Regions from separate parts of the Mus musculus genome. Here region 1 is linked to region 2. A link is a contact called in public Hi-C data. All regions are on one chromosome and are shown on one strand. The core of a region is the stretch at or near the end of the contact, and the rest is flanking DNA. Distances in the headings are between cores, read along the strand shown.

Region 1 (3,021 bases), core at 434-2,933, 270 kb before region 2:
CACTTTACACTGATACAGACGAGTACAAAGTAGACAGAGGAATGGCATGCAGGATGATGGTAGGAAAGAGAAATACTGTACCAATTGGCAAGGAGCATCCAGCCCATCCAGGCCAGGCTGGCCTGGCTCCCCCTTTTCCCCCTTAACGCCACGGAATCCCTGTTTGTAAAAATTAACTCATAACGTTACTAATCCAAGAATTCATTGAAAGCAAAAATCTGCTAAAGAGACAACTAGAAGACAAAGCCAGGAGAGGAACAGCCTAGAAGGGGTAGTAACACGCAGAGAAGTTTCACATTATCATGACAAAGCCTTTGACAGGAAACCATTGGCCTCCTGTTTGGAGGGATATGGGATGCTGTTGGCTCTTCTTCACACCCTACAGTCAGGTTCCTGACAGCCAGCACTGCTTGTAAATTTAGAAACGAGTAGTGTTGAGTGGCTGGCAACAAGATGTCAAGGACACCAGTGTAGCCTCGTACTTCTGAACACCGTCGGAAAGTCTGTGTTAAGTGGCCCTCCCAGGACCTGCTGTTACTGACCCCTCTGGCCTGCTCCTCTCCCATCTTATCCTCATCCCATCACAAGACATCTGGAGACGGTTGCATCAGTTAGACATACCAACGGGCAGGGTGCATCTAATCCAGGAGCGCCCTGTTCTCCTTTCTCCCCTTTAGGCCCCCTTTTGCCTTTCTTTCCCTTTTCCCCCTGTGGATACAAGGGTTTAAATAAAAGACAGGTTTTATTTTGAGGGGGTGTAGAATAAAAATTATCCAAAGTATGGCTTAGCTAGAAATAGTCTGGAGGCATTTACCATTGTTTACTGATGTACATATGACACGATGCTATAAAAAAAATAACTTAAGCTGCCATGCTGACAATGGATTCTGGAAACAGGATAGATTGGTTGGTTGGCTGATTGATTGATTATTTATTTATGACATTCAACAAAAAGAAAGGAGGATACCAAAAGGGCTGATGCATCAGAAAGGCAGACCAGTGCTGACTGTCAAAATATCTGAGTCAACAGTGAATTAGGGATTTGTTCTGTGGACCAGGCAAAGATGGCGGACAAGTTACACTGAAGCCAGTTGGTATCAGGTGGAGCTGGGCTTAGGGTAATGGATGCTCTACCCAATTGTGAGTAATTTTAACTTGCCTTTACCCTCCGTATTCTTTAACACATAATGGCTGTACAGACTCAGAGGGAGAGGCTACAGCTTTGCTCTCTCCCAAGGCTGTCCAGTCGTACTCTATTCTGCAGCTCCCAGTAAAAACATTCCAGTATTAAAACGTGCCTCTATTGTGTTTAACTTTTCCTCTCTGGCAAAAATAAAAGTGAACACTTGACTGATTGAGTTAAACACAGATTTCAGGTGCTAGTACACGGCAGCAATGCCAACTGGAGAAACAGTTGGATAAACCTAGGCGGTCTTCTTCAATCTTTGTTGTTCACAATGGTAAATGAGTTTCCAGCCCACAACGCTGCAGATAGGAAAAGCAGTCTGGGCTCATTAAAATGAGGTAGGCAGGATAATTACGTAGTGGGAATGTAGCCATGGAAATTAGTATTTGGGAATCAAGGTCAAGGTTTGTAGGATGTCGGCATGGGTCCTAGGGATGGAGGAATTTAGGAAAGGAGGCGAAAGGAGAGGAGGGAAGGAATGCACCCCAGCTGGTTCACATTAACGGAGACATCTGCAAACGTATAGACAGGCAGTTGGTGCTGTGCAGAATGCAGAAGACAGTACATAGATACATACGTAGATGAGAGCATTCATCCTGCAATCTGGATGGCAGTTGCAATAAAACCGAACAGTCTGAAGCAAGCAACATGAATATTCAAAGGAAAATAGACAGAACAATGCGCACACCGCATTGAAGTATGAGACACTCATTCAAATTAATACATTCACTCTGACAGCATGGGCCGAAAGCTCCGCCTTGGTCATCTCCTGTGTGCCAAGAACATGGGGGCAGAAGGCTTGGAATCAAAACCACTTGGGCTTCTTGGATACAGGGGATAGAAATTTGGTGTGGTTCACTAGAGCATGGGTGAAGGCAAAGCTGTGACAGGGAGAGGGAAGGAGGAGCAGGTGAGACAGGAAATGGACGATGCCTTTGGAAGCAAGTGCTCACTCATGAAGAATCAGCACCCACTTCAGCGAGCAGCTTCAGTGTCATGACATGAACTGATAGAAACTTTTTACCTGTGCTTTGCCCTTCCTGAAGGCAGCGGAGCCATCTTTGAGTAGGACTAACCAAGACCAGGTGTGTTGGTTAAGTGGCATTCATTGCTTGATTGGCAAATGGACTTCAGACTAACTACTGGAATTACTGTGATAGGCAATGATTTGGGGTTGATATTTCAGCGAACAGCAAGCTTTATGGAAAAGAGCCATTATGAAGAATGATATGTTAATGCTATCACAGAGAAGAACATGTCAACATTATCAATCAACAGCATGTTGTAAAATGAAGTGATAATCTATATTCTTCAAAGTTATGTGTCATCGTGTGTATGAGCAGTTGAAATGTGATAATTATTGTCAGTTTTCATTTCTTATACTGATGAAAGAGATATATACAAAGTGTTTAACCTTTAGAATCTAATTTTCCTAAATATAAAACTTGGAATAATTGTGGAAATATTTTTGTGTGAGTGACTAGCATTTTTCTGAGGGAGGATATGTGAGTAGCTTATGGTTTTATAAGCTACAGTAATGAAAATTTCTCCTCTCCCCTAGACTCTTCATTCTTTTTTCTTTGCTATGCTGGGAGAATGAACTCAGGGCTTTGCACATGCTCAGTAAGAACTCTACACTGAGCCAATACTGGTATAATTTCCAACTTCTTTAAAGATAATAAAACTGAGTACTGCATGATAAATTTTTTTCCTTGTGTAACATTTTAGACCCATACAACCCACTAGGTAAATATATAACAATTAAGCAGATCTTTTAAAAACAATTTGCTGTGTTCAATGGTCTCACATAGAACCTGTCTCAAACTGCATTACAA
Region 2 (3,425 bases), core at 878-3,377:
ATACATTTTCCGGGGGGGGGGGGGGATGAATAGAGTGCTTAGATGGATAAAATCAAAAGAACCTGAGCCATTGACCAGTCCGTGAGGGAATCCTGCGTTCACTCCACAAGAGACACAAAGCCAACACGCTCGCTCTGCTCTTAATTATTTCCATTGCTCTCATATACCGGCTCCAATTTAAAGAAATTAAAACTAGGAGAAAAAAATCAATTTTGTGCTTTTTAATCAGGGAAGTCAAATGTATTTTAGGAAAAAGAAATTCCAGACTCACATTTCATCAGAAAAGTGTTCCATTTAGCTTCTTAACCCCTCCGCAGAGCCCCTCGCGGCACAGCCAAGTCCCACTCTGGGAGATGGGATTTTGTAAGGATGAAGAGAAGAGGCTAGACTGCTACCTTAGGAGCTATTAGCATCTCCAAGAGCATATACAAATTGTTCCTCTGTGAGACATTTAATTGTGGAGAGGAAACTGCCCATTAATTCACAGTTATTTCAGTGGCGCCCACCGCTTCAAGTAAGGCTGACTGATGAAACCCCCCTGCCAAGTAACAGACTCGGAGTGTGGAAAGTTCTGTCAGTCAGGAGAGGAAAAGCCCCTTTGTCCCTCAACCCCAGCGAACCCCTCTCTAGAATGAAGGGAAGCAGAAGGTTTTAGCTAAAGCCCTAGCCCTTGTCTAAAGGATGGAGCCATACTCTAGGATGGTTAATGACAACTGGCATAACTGTTTATTCTGAAATTCTTCTTTCCTTGAGTAAATTTGAATTCCTCGTTCTCTGTGTGGCCTTTGATAAGTCTGGCATTAAACTTCAGTGGTGCCCAACAAAACAAAGAGATATAAACTCTGAGCTGCTTTGACTCAAGCCCGAGCAGAGCCATCCCACAGTGATGGTCGCCTAGTCAGAAGGTGGTGTGGAATCTGAAGTCCTTTTTTATTTTTTAATTCCTCAAAAATAATATCAAAAATATTATTGTTATTCGTTAAATCAATAAATTCTCTGTTAACATTCGGAGGTGCTAGAATCGAGAGAGGCCATATTCTCTTTGTGGTAACATAGTTTGGAATTATTTCTAAAGTCTTATTGATGTTTTCCTTTCTCTAATTAGGATTAGGACAACCATGAAGAAGCTGTCAAGTAAATGTATTTTTTTTTGAACACGGAGAAACTGTGAAGTGATAACACACCTCAAGAAGTACCATGTGACGTGAAAAAAAATCAATTCGTCTCCTCTTCGCAAGTTGTGCTTCATTTAGATGGTTCAAAAATCATAAATGCATCCATAGAGAGAGGCTTAAAAATCATTATAGGACAATATTTGTTTAATAGAAAATGATGGCCTAAATGGTACAATGTGTGTCGGGAATATGCTCGCATTAAATAGTAATTGAAGAAAAAAGCTCCCTGGTCCTGCTTACTGGCAACTTCCACAAAGCTCCTCATTATTGAACTTTCTACCTTGGAAGCCAAACTAAATAACAAGGAGTAATTTGCCAATTAGTACTTCCTGCCCTTTCTCTTTATTCCTTAAACACCATTCAGGGGCTGCACCCGGTCAAACACTTTTAACTTCAAAACAGCAACTGGAAGGATTGAATCTGCTTCTCTCCAAGGTGAAGCTGTCAAGAGGCAGGGTGATGTGTTCCATGTTTCCCCCAGCAGCGTCTCCCTTTCAGCACAGAGCAGCAGGCTTTCCACTCTGGCGGAATATGGCCTTCCCCTTTTCTCATCTCCCAAGATTTTCATTCAGTTATCGACCTCCAAACTTTACACTTCCATAACTCCTGGACTTATATCCACGTCCTATACCCACGTGTCCCGTGGAATCTGCACACATCTCCAGACCAAGCCTAGTCCATGTGTGTGCATGCTGCACTTAAGTATTTTATAGTTGCAAAACACAGAGACTGGAACCGCCACGTCCCAAAATCTGCAAAACCCCAAACTGTGGATGTAAGAGAGGCTTGCTGCATCTCTACTGCTGAGGTGCTAGCAAGAGAACACTGAGCTAAAGACCTTTGGCAGCATGTGTGTTTCTCACCTGCACTTTTCCTAATTTGTAACCTGCATTTGCACTACAGCTTGTTATTCAATTTAAAACTTCCAATGATTACCATAATATAGTTTCAGACGTCTAAATTGGAAACACATTTACCGGTTAATGCCAGACCAATGGGATCCAGTCCTCTTCTCTTATCTTAAGGAAAGAAGGCAGACAGTAACCAGGGTCCCTCCACCAGAGACCCACAAGCACAAGAAAGCTTTGCCATACTCACCCCAAATCTCCTTAGACTCCAAAGCATTTGCATCTCAAGCTGAGCCAGACTAGAAATATTTATTAAGTATTTATTAAAAAATTATTGATAATCTTCTTTATAGAAATTATATTACTCTAGCTTTGCTACTCAAAAGAAAATGCAGTAGAATATTTTTGCATATTTAGAACTCAATCTTACCATGAGATCCATGGCCTAAGGAATGGATTATTTGAAGAGCCATGCTGACAAAGGAAAAGGCTCACCACAGAAGAGCTTGGAGATCTGTTCCTGCGTGGACCACTCAGGTGGGCCTCCTCCTTTTTAAACTGGTTCTTGGGGCGTGTGGTTTTAAAGAAGCCTAGAGAGTGTCAATGCAAATGCAGTGAGTGTACAGAGAAAGCTTCCTGCAGTCAGGATGACGAACTTCAGCTCCACTGCCACTGTATGAGACACTCTTCAGACAGGGGCAATACTGCAGTCCAAATAAACTAGGTCAATGATAACGCACGGCCTCAGAATCTAGACGCGCAACAATCTTCACAAATATGTGATTCCTCAAAACTCAAGTCATAGCAGGCTAGAAAGAATCAGCCTAATTAGACTCCATAATAATAAGAAGCAGTAACAGAGGTCAGGTGGTTTTTGAATATATGCATACACTGAAATTAACTCTGAGTATTAATTAACATGAAAAAAGGAATAGATTTTTCTTATCACTACAAAAAAAAAAAAACTTCAAGTTAATTTCTCCATCACAATATCCACTCTTCCAGGCCACCCAGTGTCCAAGTGAAACAGTGAGTCTTGAGAATGCTTCTCACCCAGGTACAGCATCCCTGTCTGGTCCTCGGGCTCACATGTACAATGTTCTGCTCCACCACACTCCATGGTGATCATAGTCTCCCTGCCACCTCTCTCCTCAGTTGCAACCCATGTTCCACAGTTGAAACAGTGCCATCCTGTCACTCCCCAGACAGTATGATTCTCCTTACCTTGAAATCTCACCCAGTCCCTTGCCCTCCCCTCTACCTTGCATGATTGTACACATCTTCACTGAGCACATTTGAGAAGCCTATCTTCAGAAACATATGAGGTGACCTGAGGTCTCATCATCACGAGGTCATCATCACACACACTGCATCTGGATTATACTCCTTGCCTCCACACATT

Evidence for each region. A called contact is a pair of places that touch in the nucleus more often than the background predicts.
Region 1: a contact with region 2 is called in a Hi-C map of cranial neural crest, with 1.7 times the contacts expected there. The contact joins two enhancer-like sites. A contact is called at or near these places in 1 of 484 Hi-C or Micro-C datasets (cranial neural crest), 1 of 115 datasets of contacts at active chromatin or transcription factors (embryonic basal ganglia) and 1 of 9 other capture datasets (embryonic stem cells).

Annotation. Positions count from the first base shown.
Region 1 is chr3:130,587,098-130,590,118 of GRCm38.p6, reverse strand. Col25a1 (collagen, type XXV, alpha 1) reads right to left here. Exons shown (of 38, transcript NM_029838.4): 36 at 82-159. Among named protein-coding and RNA genes, the nearest start is that of Etnppl, 29 kb to the left of the region's middle. Within about 2 kb of position 1,683, at least 7 of the 459 cell types and tissues checked have an H3K27ac peak or open chromatin away from gene starts, as enhancers often do.
Region 2 is chr3:130,314,268-130,317,692 of GRCm38.p6, reverse strand. The region is part of intron 2 of Col25a1 (collagen, type XXV, alpha 1); the gene reads right to left. Among named protein-coding and RNA genes, the nearest start is that of Gm22682, 110 kb to the right of the region's middle. Within about 2 kb of position 2,127, at least 5 of the 459 cell types and tissues checked have an H3K27ac peak or open chromatin away from gene starts, as enhancers often do.